Linked DNA regions of Hordeum vulgare: region 1 is linked to region 2. Evidence: chromatin contacts called from public Hi-C data. All regions are on one chromosome and are shown on one strand. Each heading gives the region's core, a stretch centred on a gene start, on an enhancer-like site or on the middle of the called end of the contact. The rest is flanking DNA. Distances are from core to core; before and after follow the strand shown.

Region 1 (6,026 bases), core at 2,289-4,788, 240 kb after region 2:
GTTGATGGCTTTGGCTTAGCACCTAGTCTGGAGAAGAAATCCTCCAATACGCCTATCAGATCACCAAGCGTCAAACCATAATCACAAATAAGACCTGAAATCAGAAGCATTGTAAGTAGCCTCCTTGGCAGAAGGTAACACGTGTGGCATCTACAATACAGACCAGATATCAATCAATTAAACATCCCATAGGCAAGAAACAAGAGAATGGTTACCTTCTATCTGGTGGAATTCTGCAAGATGAGTTCGGTCCACAGCTTCATTCCGGAAAACGCGATCAATAGAATAGTATCTCTTAGGAGCAAATGAATTCTGAACAACCCTTGGTATCAAAGAAAACAAATCTCATTAATCATTCAAAAGAACAGAGAAATAAAACTAGTATCGCCTCCACTAATTTAGTCAAACTAAGACGATATAAGTTATGGAGCTACAAAGAGATAAAATAAGCAACACTTAATTGCTATACCTCCTGTGCTAGCTTGTATAGCATCCTTGTGGAAACTGCAGTTGTGTGAGTACGAAGCAGGTTTTTCTCTGCTTCATCTCGCTTCCAATCATAACCATATCTGCAGACAGCAACCTTAAATTAAGAACTCTCTGGGTAAACTGCAGCAAAGACACCAGAACATACCCTTTGGAGCCATAACCACCAGACTGATGGACTTGCTTTACTTTCTCAAGATAGTCATCGGGTAATTGTGGTGTTGTAGCAGGGGCTGCAAAAAAACTCGGTTGATTAAGTATGTTTATATCCAACTCGGCTGAACAGAAGTAGCATAACCTTTACCTTTGAGGAAAAAGGTATCGTGTGAATCACGAGCAGGATGCTGTTGTGGCTGGAACAGTGCATCGAAATTCCAGAAGCTAGCAAAAGAAAGGCATTCATACAATGTTATAAATATATCAATATTAATCTAGGAAACAGTGATATGCTATACACTACATTGTCTCGTCATATACTTATATGGTGTTGTCACGGAACTATCAATCCTAAATCCTAAAAAAACTTCCAAGTTTGTACAGAAGATTATTCTACCAGTACAGGAAATTGACTACAAACAGGTATGAGAAAAGAAAAGAAAACAATGTCTTGTCTTATTTTCTATTTTACCTGCTCTCTACAAACATGTTTGTTGGCATCTCACTGAACCTGTTACATCAATAAAATGAATTAATCCATTTTCCGAATATTGTCTTAAATTGCGTATATCATGAACCAATTTTTGTATTTACCCCATCTCGACAAAAATGTTTTGGATTGCCTCAAGGACCTGAAGAAAACCCACCAAATAACAGTTGTGAGTTATCTGGTTTATCAGATGAAGCTCTATGAAAAAATGGAACACAGTAAAGATTTGAAGTACCTCTAACAACGGTTGACTATATCCTATCGCAATAGGTTGTCCTTGAGCTCCATAGTTATAATCTTTAAATTCCAGATCCTTCCAGTCGCCACTGTAGGAAAGAAAAAGCATTTAAAAGGAAAAGTTATAACAAGTCAGTTATTATTATCCATTAATAGGTACACATATAATAGATCTTAAAATTCGATTTTAAGATTTTTAACATGACAATAAGTTTAATGTAGCCTTTGACAGATAGGATAAGTACAGCTGGGCAATTTAGAAGACAAAAGGCAATGATGAGTCTTCTGTGTAGTCTTCAATTGTTCATGGTAAATTATACTCCCTCCGTCTCATGATATAAGATGTTACTAGCTACAACCAATGTACTCATATATTGGTTGTAATAACATCTTATATTATGGGACAGAGGGAGTAGTTTATAGCCAACAAGCAGAGGTTTCCTGCTCAATTTTGAAAATTAGCTTGAGATAAGTGACATCAAATTACCTCTTCAGATGATCTCGTGTCACATCGGTAGCCAATGTTTTTCTCTTTACAACAAATTCAGGCCCCTTCTTCAGTGAATACCAAATAGATTTTCTGAACAACAGTGAAGTAGGTGTAGAAATTAGGATAATCGACCGGCATTTATTGAAACTTTAAAAGAGATATCTTGCAAACAGATACTTACTCTTTTGTTATAAGCTTTCTTCTCTTCAAACCCTCCATTACTTTATCATCAAAAACCTACATGAAAGACCTTTTTTCTTAAGAAGGGGTAAAGAACTATTTGGTACTCCCTCAGTCTCAAAATTCTTGTCTTAGGTTTGTCTAGACATGGATGTATCTAAATACTAAAACGTGACTAGATACATACATATGTAGACAAATTTAAGACAAGAATTTTGGGACAGAGGGAGTACTTACTAGCTATTGTACCTAACAAATAATTGTGCCATGCCATCACACAAAATATGAGAGGAACAACGAGCAATAAAGCAACACCAACCTCCCCATTCTCCAGACGTTTAAGCTGCTCTTGCAACTCATCCTTGGTATCCTTAACCTGAATAAAACAAAAAGAAATCATGCAATGCCATGCCTAGAGATAAAAAGATCGAGACAGACAAAAGCACCGAGAGACCTTCAGTGAACACAGGTGTAACTATTGCACAATGGAAGAGTTGAACTATGATGATGAGGCAACGTTTTCTACGTACATTCTACGTCTACAACCCAGACATTGGCAAATTGAGAACATAGTGCCCGAAAAGAACAGTAGATACGGCAAGCGAGTTTCCAACAGAGATACAGACTAAACTGAGCTGTATATACAACAATGAAGAGAAGAAAGTGAAACGAGCTCAGCTCTAATACCCTTCTCGTTACGAGGTCCTCGTTTTCCTTGTCGAATCCAATCCACTGCTTCTTGGCAGCAGCCTTCAATCCAACATCGAACACGTCCCCCAATATCTCCTACAATGCAGCACCCTAAGCATCAGACATCAGAGATCTCCGGAGCCGAAACTATTGACTCCAATCGAGCACCTCCTGAAGGCCACATAGGTCAGAGAGGGAAATCACCTGGAGCGCGGCCTTGGAGGCGGCGCCCTTCGGAGGCATGGCCGCGACGAACTGCACCTCGGGGGAGCCCCTGGCGACGTAGCCCTTGGCCTCGTCGGTGAGCACCAGCGCCTCCTTGGTCATGTCCTGCGGGCAGGAAAGCGAGCACGGCTCGTTAGGTCTCGGGGGAACTAACTCGGGGCAGGGGCTACGCGAAGCTGAGGGGACTGGAGAGAGGGACGAGGGTGCCGTACCGTGCTCCCGACGATCCGGAAGGCGCAGAGCCTCTTGATCACGTCTTCGACGTCCCTGTGCGGGACGCCGAGGGAGGATGCGAAGGAGCGCGAGTCGGGGATCTCGGCGTTGGCGTCGAGGTGGGCGAGGAGCTCGTCCTCCACGTCCTCCGACGACGGCTGCTCCGCTGCCATCCTCGGCGCGGGTCGGCTCGGCGGCGGCGGCGGCGGCGATGGGGTTCCGGGAGGAGGGAGATGGGGGTTTGGTTGGGTTTTGGTCTTGTGTCTCTCGCCTGGTTCGGCCGACGCCTCCGGTGCGGTCCGGTTTTATTGGCGGGGTCCGACTTGGCACGCACGGAAAGCCCACGACGGCTAGTCTCGACTCTCGACTCTCCACCACAGCTCTCGATTTCCTTTCCCCTGCTCCCCTGCCTCTCCCCCATATCCCGCTCGCGCGCGCGTGCGGCGCAGTGGCCATGGCCATGGCGAGCCCGCCGTCGCCGCGCCTGCTCTGCGCCCTCCTGGGCGACCGCCTCGGCGCGCTCTCCGCCAGGCCGCTCCTCCGCGCCGCCGCCCCAGGCAGAGGTATGCGCCCCTCCCCCGTTCGCGCTTCGGCTCAAACGCTTGCCCCGTCGTCAGCTCCTGCCGGGGGAAACATTCGCTGAGAGGACGGCTCGGGTCTCCTCTTGCAGGGCACAGGCGGGTGACGTGCCAGGCCACGAGAACGCTCTCCAGCCTGGTGGACGCCCTCTTCAACAGGAGGTGAGCTCCCCGGTCGCCATTCCCTCTTCAACAGCGGTAGATTAGCTGCGAGCCTGTCTTTCTGTGCAGATAGAGTGGTCATTTGCAACTGGTATGCGTAATATACCTTTATATAGTGATACAACTTGACCCATCAATGAATACAATACATGATGGCCTGACTTTGGCTATCTTGGGCGAACACATGTATTTCCCATCTTTTATTTATACCAATGCTCTAAATTGAAGCAGTAGCTGAAATGCCAGTTTATTGGTTGCCTTTATTATCCAGTACATGGCTACGCGAACACACAACTTGGTGCATTGACCACATACGCAGATATGTTTATTGCTTGTTGATTTCAGGGGCTCCCTTTTCCCCAATGCTCTCATTAAGGTAGGGGGTCAACAGTAGTAGGATATTCTTGTTCTGGTGATATGATCTGAGTGAAGAGTTTCTTTCTGGAATCACTTTTTTGTTGATTTCATTTCAAGGAGATAGAATGCTAAGAAGTGAGATATGCTTGTATCAGAGTTAGATAATATTTTTTTTTACTATTAGATAAACGGGTATGAAGTTCCCTGAGTTATTGATCTTATGAAATATGGATTGTGCCTGTCTGTACTGTATACTCTGTGCTTCTCAAATATTTGTATGGTCAAAATCAAGGCATACTTTATTACTTTATATGCTGTACCTGTTACATATATTACTTATAGTGTATAGAGAATACTATTGAATTCTGCCTGTGCCTTTAAATGGCATCTATTGTTTGTAGATCTCTGATACATTTACTGTTGTATGGAGCATACATGTAGATTCACATTTATGTTTCTTTTTTGGACTTCCACAGAAGTCGGGATGACTCACTGGAAAATAACCCTAGACGCCTACGACCTGGGAAAGTGTCTCCTCGTCTAACCGTTCCCAGTCATATACAGCAGCCTCCTTATGTCAATTCCCGTCAAAGACCTCAGATGAACGGTGGACCTGAAATACATGATGAAAAAGGGATCGAATGCATGAGAGCTTCTGGAAAGCTTGCCGCACAAGTTTTGAAGTTTGCTGGGACACTTGTAAATGTAATGTTGTTATTGGCATCGCTACCTGATTATTCTTTTTAGTTGTGGAACTTTACATTCACAACGGAAACCTCATTCCATTCATCCAATACTTTGTTAAGAGAAAAGAGCACACCAAGCAAATGGATCCTCTGGTAAAGGTTCAGGTGCAGGACACAACTGATACACATTTTAAACACCTTTTAAGTAGTGTGTGAAGTAGAAGTCCCTTCTCATAAAGTACTTCATTTCTGAAAATTATCCCACTAGGGTGGTCTAAGACTCAAGTGTCAAAAATTGATCGGTTCTTATTTACAGCCAGGCATAACAACTGATGAGATAGATAAAGCGGTGCACCAAATGATAATCGATAATGGTGCATACCCGTCACCTCTTGGTTATTGTGGATTCCCGAAGAGTGTTTGTACTTCAGTGAATGAATGCATCTGTCACGGGATACCAGATTCTCGTCCACTTGAGGTAAGCTATCCAGCATCTGGAGATAATGACTTTAAATACATACCAATCAATTTACAGTTAATCTTTTTTTTTGGCAGGATGGCGATATCATCAACATCGATGTTACTGTCTATCTCAATGTAAGCCAAAGATAATCTATACATCTGCTGAAGTGACTATTGTTTGGTAGTTGTGCTTCCCTCACAGACAAAGTACAAGTAAAGAAAGAAACTGAAGTGGTTATTTGTGGTAGATATCCGTTTGATGATTTTCTAGAGGTTATTTTGTTCTAGTTGTTTCTTGCTTGTTGTGAACAAACATCCGACATTCCTTTTTCTATATGAGAACCTACGTCGGGCGCAGATTCAGTTGATATATAATTTAATTCCATCTGTTTATATGTACATGGAGTATTGTGGAATTTTTTTCTATAAATGCTGAAGCTATAGTTGGTATCTAGACTGACTCATTCCCTTTTCGTTGTCTATGCATATTTGATTCCAGGGTTACCATGGTGATACATCTGCTACATTTCTCTGTGGTGATGTTGATGATGAAGCTAAGAAGTTAGTTCAGGTTATCTCAGTTCTCTCATAAGAATATCTGGTCTAATACTCTG
Region 2 (6,067 bases), core at 1,002-3,501:
GATGCACCCATGTGCCATGGATCCAGCGCCAGCTCCCACACCGGCGCCTTGTTTAGCCACACACTAATCATACTTGCTCACATAGGTTAATGGCCACTTGCTCCAACCAACCCCATTTTTTAACCGCGACGACGGCAGAGCTGGGGAGACGGTAGATAACTTGGCATCCCTTCTTCCCTGGGCGTGGGAGATCCGCTGCCTCGGCCCCGGCACCGGGGTCCCCCATCTCCCAGCAAAACCTTCTTTCCACGGCACGCCATGCCGCCTGCCGCCTGCCTGCCATGGAAGCCTCCACTGCAGTCTGCCTGCCTGTACTGTCTGTCTGCACTGCACCGCACTCTGCACCGAAGCATCCATCCATGCCATGCATGGGTGCTGAAGCTGTTTACCCTGCCTGCCTGCTCACTTATAGAACTACTGTACCTAGTAGCTATCCGACGATCTGCACAACGTATGCATTTCTTGCAGGACCAGCGAAATGGATAAGATGGAATCATATGCATGCATGGATGGAAACGGCAAAGGGAGACGGGTTCTTCACTCAAATCAAATTATAGATCTGCGGCGCAGCCAGAAGCTGCTGCTGCTACAAGCTGACGATGTACAGTGAAAAAAATCCAGGCAAATACATGTAAGGTAATTAACTACCAAGTGACAATTACAGTAAGGGACCGATCGAGAGATCTATCCTGTCGTCAAAGATAAGTACTCCAGTAGGGAAGTAAAACTGCTACTGCTAGCTGCTGGGGAAATCAGAAGGGGGTGTGAGAGGTGATAATGGTGAGAGTATGTGAGTGAGTGTGAGCGAATGAAAAAGTTGCTGATGAATCGGTGGTTGGTTGGTTGGTTGGTTAGGCTATAATGCTTCTTTTCTTCTTTCCCGAGCATCTTTTTCCCTTCGCCTTTCTACACGGACGGCCGGCCGGCCGGCGCCCCAGCTCTACAGTGAGTGACTTTCTAGCTACAGCTTCTCTCCCCCCTTTGCACGCTCTCACGCGCTCGCTTTGAGAATTGAGATAGCTAGCTAGCTGCTGCTCACCGCCGGGGTCCACTCGAACCGGCCGGAGTCCAGCGGCACACCGCGCGCCACGTCGAAGTTGTACCTGGCCATGGCGAGACACAGAGAGAGAGAGAGAGCTCGCACGTCAGGACTCCGGCGACGAAGGAGAGAATTGCAATTTCCGCGCTGCTGATGTGAAAGTGAAACTACTTACTTGCAAGCGAAGCGCCTGGCCTCAGCCTCCTCGGCGGCCGCAAAGAACTCCTCGATCTCTGCCGCCGGCGGGACCCTCGCCCTCGCGGCGGCCTGGACCTGGACCTGGGTGGCCGGTGTTTGCGGAAGTGATGACCGGCCGCTCCCGGCAAGATCCGACTCCAGGTCGCTCAGGTCGCCCGGGAAATGGCTGGACGGCGTCGTCTCTCTCCTGAATTTTCGAAAACGGCGAGCGGGACGGGGGTCAGGAGCACGTCAGGAGGCATAATTCGGAATAATTGGCAGGAAACAAGAGGGAACTGGATGCCGCACCTCTCGCGGTTGCCGCCGCTCTCCGCGTTGTTGCTCGCCGAGCCCTCGGGGACGCCTGCCTGTAGAGCGGAGAAAGCCACGGTTTTCAGCCAAAAGAGAGAGAGAGAGAGAGAGAGAGATCTCGAATCGTATGTGAATTTCGAACTCTAGGGTTTGGACCCAATTCCAATTCCAATTCCCTCACCTTGGCAGCGGCGTCGGAGCCGCACGACGGGAGGCTCCTGTCCTGACCAGCCGCCGACGCGTCCACGGACGACGCCGTGCTGGAGCAGCGCGAGAGGCCGGCCGGTAGCGGCGCCGCCCCGTGGCGGGCGGCGGAGACCGAGGCCGAGGCCGGCGCCGGCGGGGCCATGAACAGCATGCGGCTCCGCAGCTTGAGGTAGCAGCTCCCGCTCTGGGCACGAGCGGCGGCGGCGCCGCCGCCCAGGGGCGAGCTGGGCGGCAGCGACGGCCTCCTCCTCTTGGACACGACGACGTTGGCCGCGGCCGCCCGCGACCGGGTCCGGACGCCGACGGCCTGCGTCACCTCCACGCCGCCCACCGCTGCCTCCTCCCCCGGCCTGCACTTGCGCATGTACTTCCCCATCGCCCCCCGTTCCGCTCCGCTCCGCTCCGCTCCTGCTCTCCTTTGGCCGTTTCCGTGTGCAGTGCTGCGCCGGTGGGAGGGATATGATGCCGCTGGGTTCGCTCTTTGGATTCTCTCCCCCCGTCCGGAGCGAGCCCCGTGCGCGTGTGCGCGTACGCATATAACACGCCGAGGCCCGGGGATCGGATCCCGATCGGACGGCCAGGGACCGCCCGCCGCCCCGACGGCGCCGTCAGTCGGATCTGGCCCCTCGCCCCCCGTCCGTCACGCCGTAACGGCGTTCTGGAAGCCCCAAACGGAACGTGATCATCATCACGGGAATGGCCCCGCTGGGGCTGCTACGTGTATACGGACGAGATTGCCCTCTCGTCCCCCCGTGGGCTAGACACGTGCGCCGGCCGGGATCCGACGGCTCCCGTGGTTTGGAGAGGTGCATTTGAAACTGATGGCATGGGGGTACTGCCGTTGGTTGCGATTCGACGTTCGGGTTTTTGGAGAGGGCCGTTGTTGTTGCTGCATGCGTGGCTTGCGGTGCAGTAACGGACGGACGAGGGCCGGGCCCGCGGGCTTGCCTGATGTGAGATAGTACAGTACTAGAAACGGAATTTTACAGATAGGCTGCTGGGGGCCTCCCCTGGGCCTGGGTTCTGGGTGGGCTCTGGGTGGGTTCTGCTGCCCTGCAACTGCGGGCGGATCGGACGGTAACTGTCGAGATGCTTTCCCCGGAAAAGCGGGGCGGGGTCGGCGGCAGGTTCAGATTCCGTCTGCCGTCGCCGATACCCGATAGGTGACGTGCGCTGCACACACCCCTGATCTGCTTTCGTCGGCCTCGGGAAGCCCGTCGTCTGCAATGCAATGCAATCCACTCCGCTCCACACGTGATGATGCGAGCCAGCTCCGCGCCTGCGGCGGTTGAAGCGGTTGAAGCCTGCGTACAAGGTTCGCCCGGTAGGTAGTGCCACGACCTGCTCGCTTTCTGCGCAGTGGTAATTCAGCTGTGCTGCAAAGGACATGTTACGTGGGTGGCATGATCACGCACTAGGGAATTTGAAACGGCAGGGTGTAACGAACTGCATCGGCCAGCGGAGCAGGTTCGCGGGGTACCGTGCGCGGGACGACACCGCAGGTCGGTCGCCGCACCGGCAGTTTTGGCGGAGAACCCCCCGGATCTACCTTGGCAAGCGGGCGGGCGCGTGCGTGGGTTCAGTGGAGTCGCCCACCGAGCGCGGGCAGCGGTGCCGAGCGTGGTGGGCGTTCGGCCACGGTGATAGTTTCGGCATACCGACGGCTGGTGGACGGATGATGGCGTATGTCTAGCTGGGTTGCGCGCAGTGCCTGGTCGTGTGACGACGACAGCGCTGCGGCTGTCCGCTCTGGTTTTTTGGATGCTTTGGCGTTACCGCGCAAAGATCCAACGTGAATTAATGACTTCGTGGGATGCTGGCTCCTGCCATGCATTTGCTTAGGTAAACTAGCTGCCCGTCAGTACAAGCATGTTCCGGACTCAGCATAGCAACTGCTAACAAGTACTCGTAACAAGTACTCTACTCAGGTGTTATTTTCACACCCATGCGCAGGCAGAGAAAATATGCAGATAAAACCAAATAATGCGGGAACCGGTGAAGACCACGTGAAAAATTGAAGTTTCGAAAATACTTGAAATTCCACAAGTGATACAGTGTGGTGGGGAGAGGATGTTCTACAAACATGACAAATTTCCCTCTAGCAGTAGATATTTGATTTGATTTGAGTATTGGTGAGGAAACGCAATAAAAATTTCGATTTGATTGAGTTTTCATAAGATTTGATATAATTGAGTTAATGCAAAACATGGTGAGGGGCGACCAACAGGAAAAAAAACAGGGAAGGGTAGGGGTGGGGGTCATACAACGTCCAGTTCTCCTCCAATAGTAGAGATAACTAACCGTGGATGTATATTTCTGTCTCCCATATAAATATGAGTTTAGAGATTATACTTTAAATGTTTATACAAAATGAACTTCCCAACAAGCATGTTTGGTTGTAGAATTCTATGAAACTTTGAAACTTGGTTTTCACGGAATTGCCATTGTAACTTAGTTTCCACCTCAACAGCTCCCACACTCTCTATGTTACTCCTAGATACCAGTTGGTCACGTCTGCTCGGTCGACTAGGGCTACATGGTCTCTCCACGCGTCTTGATGACCGGGCACTATTTTCTCAATCCGACGATGGCACTCTGCCACTTGTGGTGGCGTTAGAATTTCCCTGAAAATAAAGGGTGATATAGTAGAGTAGAGAAAAATATTTATCTCAGTTAAAAACCAAGATTTATCAAACTAGTACGAGAATCAAGCAAACGTTCGGCAACATCTACACAAAAAAGGCAAATACTTGCATCCAACGCGGACAAGAGGGTTCTCAATCCCCTTGTACTCATTAGTGGCAAGATTAAATCAGATAGTTGTAGATTGATAAATTGCAAAGTCGAACAAAAATAAATAAATTGCAGTAAATTACTTTTAATTTTTGTAATATAATTGAAGTAGACCCGGGAGCCATGGCACACCGTGGGTAAATAAATTACTGTTGGACAATTGACGCATAGTTATGACGTTATTCATGGCATGATTAATTATATAGACATTACGTCTAGGAAAAGTAGACCGACCCTTGTCTACATCTACCACTATTACTCCATCACTCGACCCACTCTTCCCTCCATCTACCACTATTACTCCACCACTCGACCGACTCCTACCTGCAGATGTGGTAATTAAGTTCATACGAAGAGAGTAACGCTTTAAGCAAGATGACATAATGTAAAAATAATAAAACCAATCAATATGGTTCAACCCCATCGCTTTATCCTTAGTAGCAACAACACAATACGCTATCCGTTCTCTCACTGGGTGAGGACACCGCAAGATTGAACCCATTACTATGCATCACTTCCCGTGAAGATCGATAGATGGCCAAACAAAACACATAGATCCCAAAGCATTACATGGCTATATAAATCACACATAACAGATTCAGAAAAGACTCAATTACTTTCAAGGAATGATCTGATCATAAACCCATAATTCATCGGATCCCAACAAACACACTAGACAAAAGGATTACATCGAATCAATCTCCGAGACAAGATGGTATTAAAGATCAAAGAGAAAGAAGAAACCGTCTAGCTAATCACTATGGACCGTAAATCTATGGTAGACTATTGACACCACAAGGTTGATGAAGATGGCCTCCATGACCGTTTCCTCCTTCGACAGAGTACCAAAAGAGGCCTTCAGACGGGATCACGGAAGAATAGAGACTTGCAGTTGCGAAAAAATTGTTTGGGGGGATAGTAAAGATTTTTTTGACAAGCGGGATAGTAAAGAATCAACAGAGTTAGAATTAGGTCAGAATGAGCCACGAGAGGGGGGGGGGGCACAAGACATCAGGGCGCGCCTACCCCCCCGTCGCCCCCTAGGGCACGTCAAGTAGTCTTGTCGCATCCTCATAGGTCTTTGTGTCCTTCTCCTAAGCTTCTCGGGTGTCTTCTGATCCAAAAAGTATCGTCAAAAAGTTTCGTCACGTTTGGACACCATTTGGTATCAATTTTGTGAAAAACAAGCGAGATTTTGGCATGCAAGAAAACATTTTTAAGATTACTTCTAATGAACAAGTGCTCTACATGAAAATTTTCCGTAGTGTTGACATGAACATCTTTCAAGTTTGGGCCATCGCCACATGATCTCATGTCGAAGGCCGAAAATGTGCTCAAAGTACTAAAATTTCATATTCAGAGTACCATTCGGCAGATTACCCCTCCAAGACAGACTCATATGATAAAATGTTCTACACGGATTGTCTTCATCTTGTTGAAATGACCGATTTTAATATAAGAATCGTCTCAATTCAAGGTCGTATGCAATAGTTAGAGCCATCAGAGTGCGATCCTACCACGAGGCAAAAAGTGGCACGT

The links. Hi-C and Micro-C count contacts between places; a contact is called where the count stands out from the background.
Region 1: a Hi-C map of seedling shows a contact between it and region 2, with 5 times the contacts expected there. The contact joins the promoter of LOC123406255 here to the promoter of LOC123401802 in region 2. A contact is called at or near these places in 4 of 6 Hi-C or Micro-C datasets (leaf and seedling) and 1 of 1 datasets of contacts at active chromatin or transcription factors (embryo).

The regions. Positions count from the first base shown.
Region 1 is chr6H:518,183,288-518,189,313 of MorexV3_pseudomolecules_assembly, forward strand. LOC123406255 (methionine aminopeptidase 1D, chloroplastic/mitochondrial) reads left to right here and starts at 3,539. Exons shown (of 10, transcript XM_045099741.1): 1 at 3,539-3,730; 2 at 3,838-3,907; 3 at 4,741-4,969; 4 at 5,267-5,428; 5 at 5,506-5,547; 6 at 5,912-5,983. The coding sequence starts at 3,622. LOC123406254 (phenylalanine--tRNA ligase alpha subunit, cytoplasmic-like) reads right to left here and starts at 3,439. Exons shown (of 18, transcript XM_045099740.1): 1 at 3,167-3,439; 2 at 2,934-3,059; 3 at 2,727-2,825; 4 at 2,359-2,415; 5 at 2,041-2,096; 6 at 1,857-1,949; 7 at 1,368-1,458; 8 at 1,237-1,274; 9 at 1,115-1,153; 10 at 791-867; 11 at 635-719; 12 at 470-569; 13 at 216-312; 14 at 23-94. The coding sequence starts at 3,340.
Region 2 is chr6H:517,945,576-517,951,642 of MorexV3_pseudomolecules_assembly, forward strand. It overlaps LOC123401802 (cyclin-dependent kinase inhibitor 1-like), which reads right to left and starts at 2,252. Exons shown (of 4, transcript XM_045095650.1): 1 at 1,710-2,252; 2 at 1,526-1,584; 3 at 1,215-1,424; 4 at 537-1,103. The coding sequence starts at 2,111. The coding sequence ends at 1,025.